Linked DNA regions of Sander lucioperca: region 1 is linked to region 2. A link is a contact called in public Hi-C data. All regions are on one chromosome and are shown on one strand. The core of a region is the stretch at or near the end of the contact, and the rest is flanking DNA. Distances in the headings are between cores, read along the strand shown. Region 1 holds the start of foxp1b (forkhead box protein P1-B). Region 2 holds the start of zgc:113054.

Region 1 (4,487 bases), core at 530-3,029, 270 kb after region 2:
GGCTGTTTACTTTACTTCTCCTACAAAAAGGTGTTTTTTTTTTTTTTTTTTCTCCCTCAGACAATGACTAATCCAAAGACCAAGAAGGAGGGAGCCCTGCCAGCAATAGTTGTTAAAGCTGCAGTTTCCCTTTCGTAAATTTTCAGATGGTTTTAGTCCTGCTGTTGCCAGCTGCAGACTTACTGTAAAATATATTAGGCTAATATTTAATTATTGTATGTATGCAGTTCACTCTCAATACTTACTTTGTATCTTTATATATATATATATATATATATATATATATATATATATATATATATATATATATAAAATTTTGTTGAGGATACTAATTCTGTCTGACTTTACAAATTACTAATGAATCAACATGGATTAATTACACAAGACATGTGCTTATAATACTGTATGTAGGCCCTATATATATATATATATATATATATATATATATAAAAACTGCACAGTAAAATTCATTATCATACCTGTTAGCGATGTCCATTTGTCTGTAATACACCTGTAATAAAATATTAATTTAAATAGAATAAATCTAAAATTGACTGCTTTGAATGTATTTTTACAATTTGTGCATTCCTTTGTACAGTGCATTAGGATACCACATAACGTTAATCTACTTATACACTATAGCAATATTAGGTCAGTTTTAAATTTAACTAAGTCTATTTTTCCCAGTTGATATTAAAATGCTCTGTAACTTCAGCCTATATTTACAGTTAAGAAAACGTCAAACTTTAATCCACCCCATGTCTGACTCTAAACCGCTCCGTTTAAACTTTGAGCAATAAAGTTAAATAAAGCATGTCACAAACTTTAACTTTTGTTGAGGTGTGAATTTCAGTTGTGACAGCTATCAATACGATTTTGCTCTTTAAATCCTTTGTGTTAACGAAAAGTTGACTATGAGATGAATATCCGCTTTAAATGTAGTGTATACTCATAAATAAATAGATAAAAGTTGACCTGCCCGTTAGCTAAAACTTACAGTTATAATAGCAATAGTTTCGGGGCAGTTGTAATGCCTTCCTCCGGTCTTTCGGAGTTTGGAGGACTGCTAACACGTGGGGTAAAGCTCCCTCCCTGGTCCTAACGTTACTCAAAAGAAATCACGGCACTCAAACTTCCCTTTCACCGTGTAAACTAAACAACTTTTACGGCTGTATCCGTAACAGGTAGCTAGTAATTAACTGTTAACCGGCTATCATCAACCAGCACTTTAGAACCAACTGGTTATAAAAGGTGCATTTCCCCCGGGGTCTCATGAGCAACGTACGTTAGCCTCAACTAAGTTTAGAAACCCAACTTTCCAAAAAAGTGGAGGATACAACACTCGTAGTAACAAAACCACTCCTGTTACAGAGACATTAAACGGCGCTACCAAGCAGCCTACATGCTAATAATACAGGTGTTTGTTTATTTGTTTATTTCGCTAATTGTAACCATTGCAGAAAACAGCAGCAAAGCGCGGAGACAAACTCCGTGTGTGCGTGTGTGTTTGAGTGCAGCATTTCTCTATATATACGATACAGCAAAGCTAATGTTAACATAATAGTGAAACTTACCAGAATGGAAAACGCTTTACAGCAGCTAACAGGCGCACGCGGAGGGGTACCGATTTGCTAGTATTCAAACCGTGCACGCGAGCTTGTGTACCGAGAACGCATGCGAGAACAAATCACACCGTAAACACCGCACGTAAATAGGCTATTACTCCGCCCGCTGGTGTTGGTGGCGAGGTGGTGGTGGAGGTGGAGGTAGTGGGGGGGGGGGGACTATAACTAACTAACTTAACTACAAGGAGAAAGAGATCATCTTACCGAGGGCGTCGAGAAAAAAAAAAAAAAGAAAGAAGCAAAATGTGGACTTTCACACTCGCTGCCTCCCACTTTGCCTCGCAGAGATAGGCACGAGCTCCTCTCTTAATGTTGTTATTAGATTTCAACACGCCGAGAAAAGAAGGAGGAAAAAAAAAAAAGGAAGAATCGCGGATTTGGATGTTGTTGTTTTGCTGTCCAAGTCCGTGACGTCATATCCACCTGCTCGTAAACAACGTTCGTTGCATCGCAGTTCCTTCACAGAAACATCATCGTAGTCACACAAGTACAATTCAGCAGCACTTAGTGGGTCCTTTCTACGGGGAAATGTAATGATATGCATTAGTTTTAGCTGAAAGTGTGACAGGAGAGAGGGGGGGCTGTCAGAAAAGCTAAAATGTCTAAGCTGACTAATTACAACCGAGGCAGAATGAACTTATTATTTCAGAAAATTCTCCTGTCTTTTTTTTTTTGGATCCGAGGTTCATCATAACTGTTCGCAACCCTCACTGCAGAAAAATGAAATGCTTTGACATCATCATCAAATATGTTTTAATCTCAACTGTGAGGAGTTTTAACTATTTAAGGAGGTGGTTTTTATGGTTTTAAAAATGACAGTGTAGATAACAAGAGTGCAGGTTCTCTCGGTTTGGTGTGGTTATATTTTCTGGCATGTGGGCCAATTTCTTCATAACATTTTGAATGGGGGACATTACCTGCATGTAAATTTCAACAAAGTTATTAAGAATCTCTGCTTAGCATATTTATTTATATTTGTGGTTGAAAAGTTGTGTGGACTCCTAAACAGTCTGTCTGTCACAAGAAGAGCAAAAACATGATGACAGTAATTAAAATCTCTGTCACTTACCCCTGAAGACGAGAATTATCATGGGCCAGCTCAACAGTCCAGTTAACACTCATTGTAAAGCAACATTAATTTAACCTCAAGAGAAAATATTTGAAGTCGTTTTTTTGTCCTTGATCAAGGTCTGAGAAGCACAGCTCATTTAGCTGTAAATGGCATTACATTTATCACGTCTGCATCTGGGGGCAATGCTGCTCATCAACCCGCTCAGGAAAGTCTGTTTCTTAGTCGAGAGCGCCACCCTCTGACCAGGATCAGTCAGAATCAGAATCTGAGTCAGAATCAGATTTATTGGTCCAGGTTTTCGTAAACAAACAAGGAATTTTGACTCCGGTTAATCTTTGCTCTCAAAGTACAACACTCACTTAACCTATAAAGAATAAAAACAGAAAGGACAGCAAGAAATATTAAAAAAAATACTGTTAAGTATGCAGTATAACGATAAAATAGAATTTACAAATTTACAAGAAATATACAATAACAATTGAAGAGAGGGAAGGAATAGTATATCAGTATAGTCTGAGATTTAAGATTTCAATATAAATATAGTGCAAGGCAGTTCAGTGCAATGGTAATATATTAATAGCAATATTGTAATTGTAAGATTGAAATAGTAATGATGTAGATGAGCAGAACAGTGTTGATTGACTTAGTTCAGTGTAAGGGTGGGGGCTAATTCTGAGCGTTCAACAGAGAAACAGTAACAGGAAACAACCCTATAATATTTCCACAGAATAACCATTTAATCTGTAGTATGTGAGTATATGAGGACTTTACTTCATATTATCAATCATCTCTTGTGTTATTATACTTTATCGTACCTACATGTTTTTTGTAATATCCTTCTAGCATGTTTTTTTTTTTTTTTTTACCAACACAGTCTTACGTTCCTCTGGTCAGGCATGTTACTTATTGAGCTTCAAATTAAAACAATAATGCTTGGATACTTTAGCATAGTATTAACAACAATAAACCACTAAAAATGTTGCTATTCTTTTTTCTTTTTTTTTTGGGTTCAATCATTTATAGGTTCCAAAAATTTTGGATTTAAAAAAAAAAAAAAAATTATGTAGCCTATTATTTTTTATGTTTTATATGCAATGTACTGTGTTTCACATGAGTTACTGTAACGGCTCAGCGACTGGCACCAAACACAATATAAACAACTCTTAATTCATAGTAACAGGAAAACACAAACTGTCCTATTTCCTGTTACATGCATACTGTGGAAAACACTCACACATTCCTTGGGTCTTGAGCCTATGAACATTTTAGAGACATGCAGTACATTTAACAACAATTTTAACACAAGAGAATTGATACAAAAAATTTTAAAAAAGGGGGACATGTCATGAGGGCTCAAAGTAGTCATATAGTAATATGTCTTTATTCCCACTGTAAAGCCGCAGTGGTTGTATATGTTGTAGCAGTCACACAGACATGCACCAGTCACTGCATGGCCTACAACCACAATGTTGTGTTTAATGACCTCAGGGGCCCATGAAGCCACAGCAACACAGATGTCCTCTGAGCCATTCGACTGATAAGTACAAAGCAGCAGAGTTGAATTCAAACCTATGAATTGGGGCAGGCAACACTAATTCACATACAGCCAGAAGTGAAAATTCAAATCTATGAAGAATTACATTACGCATTACCATAAAATCTACCTGTGGTGTCGTTATAAGCAAGGCAGCATTAGAAAACTCATAGTGGCTTATAATGACAGCGTGAGGCTGCTGCTGAGAGCTCCAAGAAGCTCTAGTTCAAGCCATATGTTTATCAGTGTCGGGGTA
Region 2 (4,188 bases), core at 268-2,767:
GAAAACGTCACGTTTTGGTTTTAGGAAACTTATCGGTATTTTTATAGACCAAATAATTCATTGAATAATTGAAAAAAAAAGAACTGGCAGATCATTAGATAATAGACATCATGTATAGTTGCAGCCCTACAGCTATCCAGCTAAAGTTTCACTATTCAATACATTTTTACAATAGATCAAAGGAGTGTGTGTAATGTGAAATGGCTCGCTAACAGTGACAAACCCACAGAGTTAGCCCCTGACTATCCATCAGCTCTGTGTTGCATTTTAGTCTATTTTGGATCATTTTTTGGTTTTCCATCCTGCTGTAAGGAGCCATTTTCTTACTATACAGAAACACGACTCCATATTAAAGGTAATGTTGTGCATGTATTTATTTGATTTAAGTATTGTCTTGTGAAGCACTTTGTAACATGTTTAAATGGAAAGTGCTATATAAACAATAGGCTATTATTATTATTACTGGAAGTGCAAATAAGTAATGGCGCTAACATGTGTTCCATACGTTTTTAAGCTGACAAATGTCAACGTAGTTGTGATATTAATAAATATGCATATCTTTCGGTAATAAGTAGGGAAATTACGTTCTATAGTGCATCATTACATTCAAGTGCAATAATTAGTTATTCTAGTGCAATATAAGGGCAAAGTGGCATTGTATTAATTTATTTATTTCACTTAGAACGTGTTGTTGGCTGTCAATCATTTTTATTTAATATAAATTCAGTTTATTCAAAACATTTTAAGCGAGAAATAGGCCGTGCAGTTGCTGAATCTGTCTTCATTTCAGATCGACAAAGGTCAGTTTAAAAGATTTTCGTCAGATTTTGAGAGACTCATTCTCAGTCACGCTCATCCCGCTTGTCATTTCCGGGTTAGCACTCCACCAATCAGATTGGTCATTGAGTCCGACTGCCCGCCTTCCGATTCAACATGTCAAATCGGTCCAAATGAAGGCCGACGGCTCCTCTGACTGAGACGGCATGGAACACACCAAACAGACTCGAGTCACTGACCTCGCCAGACTGTCCGACGGCCGATAATCGGGTTGGTGTGTCAGCGCCTTTACGTGTCCCAGTCTTTTCAAGCACTCTCTAACCCGATTTCACGTTAAAGTCCCTGTTGAGTGATCCCTCAGGTCGCCGTAGGAGAAAGGGGGCACAGTGCCCCGGGAAAGAAGTGAAAGAGAGGGAGGTTAATATGTTAATAAAGCATTTGGCTGGTGTTTAACTGGATGCACCGTGTGCGTTGCTGATTTTCTTATGAAACCAAGCTAGGCGGACCTAACAGTTGGTTACAGAACTGATCAGAAGCAGCCCGGGTCCGCTGTCTATTTTTGTATTTTTTTGTATTGTTTCAATAACAATGTAGCCTGGGTAAACTAGTAACAATGGCCAATAGATATGAATGAACTAGGAAACCCTATTTGGTAACATTACTGTGGTCCGCATGAGACGTTTTTCTGAGAGTCTGTGAATGTCTGTCTCCAACACGAACGTCCCTTTACGGCACTCGCCTAGAGTGCAAGCTATCAGTCCCTCCCCTCACTCAACAATTTGCATAGTTGTTGTGATATAACAGAAGTCCCTTACCACGTTGGCAGATAGACTTCCGCTGTGGCTGCAGAAATCGTCACGCCCATAAACCAACCGCGCACCATGCCAGCCGAAAAAGGTAAGAAAAATACTTATTTTTGGCATTGTGTCAGGATCAAAGTACGGTAAATATCACTAGGACTTACACGTTTAATTACTTTAGGAACCAAACTCCACTGGAGTGCAGTTGCCTATGTATCTGCGCGTCCCTTATCAGACCGAATGTAGCCAGCTGCAGCCATAAGCCTGTTTAGATCGTGGTCATAAGAAGTCATAAGTTGTTACGCTAAGAAAAATGCATAGGCTACAATAATGTAAAAAGTACATCATACATAGCCCTGTGTGTGTGTGTGTGTGAGTGAGTGTGTGTGAGTGAGTGAGTGTGTGTTTGTGTGTGTGTGTGTGTGTGTGTGTGTGTGTGTGTGTGTGTGTGTGTGTGTGTGTGTGTGTGTGTGTGTGTGTGTGTGATTACGTATAAGTGGGCGTCTTATTTATGAGCTCTATTCAAACCATTTGAACATGCTTTTGGAATAATGTAGGTAAACTTCTTTCTTTTGAAGTAACACAGATGTTGAATCATTAGGGCTGATAATACTACTCAGTCAATCTATTAGTCAATTAATCAAATTATTTGGCAACATTTTTTTTATAACAAATTCATATTCCAGCTATTAATTACATGGTTTTGCTGATTTTCTTTGTGTGGAGATCACAATTCATCAAATAATTGAGAAAATAACGGGCAGATAACTAGATAATGAACATCATTTATAGTTGCAGCCCTACATCATATAGTCTGTAGCAGCAAAGAGCAGTAGAAAATTAAGTTGATTACTAAACTAAAATTACATTGTTATTCCCCCAGTTCCTGACACCCCAGTGGAAGTCCTTGTGGAGCTCCTAAAAAAAGCCAAGGAGATAGCTGCAACGAGTGGCAATGTGCCAGAGGAGCTGACATGTCAGTTGCAGAAGGCTCTGGACATAGCCAGCGGTCTGGATGACTACCTGGAGCTAATGACCACACAGGAAAGTGAACCTCTAGCAGAGCTATATAGGTATGTCTTGGTTTCCTAAACATAATCATCTATAGTGCAAAATACTACTGTGTGAGTTAAATATGTTAATACTTTCATTCATACTTGTAGAAAAACAATTTCCCATGACTGGAAACAAGTGCACAAGGAGGGCAAAACTATGTTCCAGCTTCCCAAGGAGTGCATCACTGGACATGTCGAAGGTTGAAGGACATTTACATGTGTACTGCTCATTGCCATTTTATTCACTGGTTTACCATATTGCCATAACTTGCTCTTGGGTGTTTTTTTAATTTTTTTTTGGCAGGCCAGACCCTGAAGATGCTGATCCACATAAGTCAAGCTAAGAGGGTTCTAGAGATTGGGATGTTTACCGGCTACAGTGCACTGTCCATGGCTGAAGGTCTTCCTGAGGACGGCTGCTTAGTTGCCTGTGAGTTAGAGCCATACCTCAAAGACTTTGCTCAACCCATTTTTGACACGTCTCCACATGGCAAGAAGATTACTGTCAAGACTGGGTCCGCCATGGACACCCTAAAGGTGAGAGAAGACACCTTATTCATTATTGAGGGACTGTCATCTGTATGGACTGAAAAAATGAATTAAGACATTTATGTAGCGCTTAGAGTGTGGAGCTTTTACATATAAATGAACGTCTGCTACGTTCAAGCCCTTGCTAAACTAGTCATCACACAATGCTGATTAAGCCTATCACAGCTGGGGAAAGCTCTCTCTATTTCTCACTATACCGGAGTTGTGGTGTCTGGTTTCGGTGGCGACGTTCCTGCGCTGGCACACCGAAAGAACGAGTAGTGTATTCATTTTGCAACAACTTCATTACATGAGCAGTACACGGTGTGCCGTTAACCAACCTTGCTGACTCACTCACAGTTCTTCACAGATTAGCGGCTTATTCTGGCTCTCTGATTGGTTACACTGTTTCTCAGTCTACCTGTATTACCTGCTTTTCTTAAGCATGTAGCAGTGTTCATGTAATTACTCTCACTGCCAGAGGGGGGAGACAAAAGTTCTGCACTCCAGCTTTAAAGTTTACAATAGTAGTAACTGTGTGTTATGCTTGGTGCTTCGCATAATGAAAGCAGGCAAGAGATGACACTGACTCTTCTTTTTTTGGTGTTACTGTAATCAGTTAACAGACTGTGGGGCACATGGCCAGTTTCCTAATAACTCTCTGTCCCTTCCAGGAATTGGCTGCTGCAGGAGAGCAGTTTGACATGGTCTTCATTGATGCTGACAAGGATAATTACATCAACTACTACAACTTTATTCTCGACAACAATCTGCTGAGATTGCGAGGGGTCATGTGTGTAGATAACTGCCTGTTCAAAGCCAAGGTTTATCTTAAAGACGTCACAGATAGCAACGGACTGGCACTCAGGAAATTCAACCAGTTTGTCTGTAATGATCCCCGCGTGGAGCAGGTCAATTTCAAACCTTTACATGCTACTGTATGTGTTGGACAGATATTGTTTTTATTTTAAGACTGTTCTTCTTGTTTTAAAGGTCATTATCCCTCTCAGAGATGGCATCAGTGTTAT

What was found. Hi-C and Micro-C count contacts between places; a contact is called where the count stands out from the background.
Region 1: a Hi-C map of liver shows a contact between it and region 2, with 4 times the contacts expected there. The contact joins the promoter of foxp1b here to the promoter of zgc:113054 in region 2. A contact is called at or near these places in 2 of 2 Hi-C or Micro-C datasets (liver and muscle).

Annotation. Positions count from the first base shown.
Region 1 is chr6:41,365,420-41,369,906 of SLUC_FBN_1.2, forward strand. foxp1b (forkhead box protein P1-B) reads right to left here and starts at 1,780. Exons shown (of 20, transcript XM_036001752.1): 1 at 1,575-1,780.
Region 2 is chr6:41,098,666-41,102,853 of SLUC_FBN_1.2, forward strand. zgc:113054 reads left to right here and starts at 1,518. Exons shown (of 11, transcript XM_031280028.2): 1 at 1,518-1,674; 2 at 2,461-2,650; 3 at 2,741-2,832; 4 at 2,937-3,169; 5 at 3,835-4,071; 6 at 4,154-4,188. The coding sequence starts at 1,659.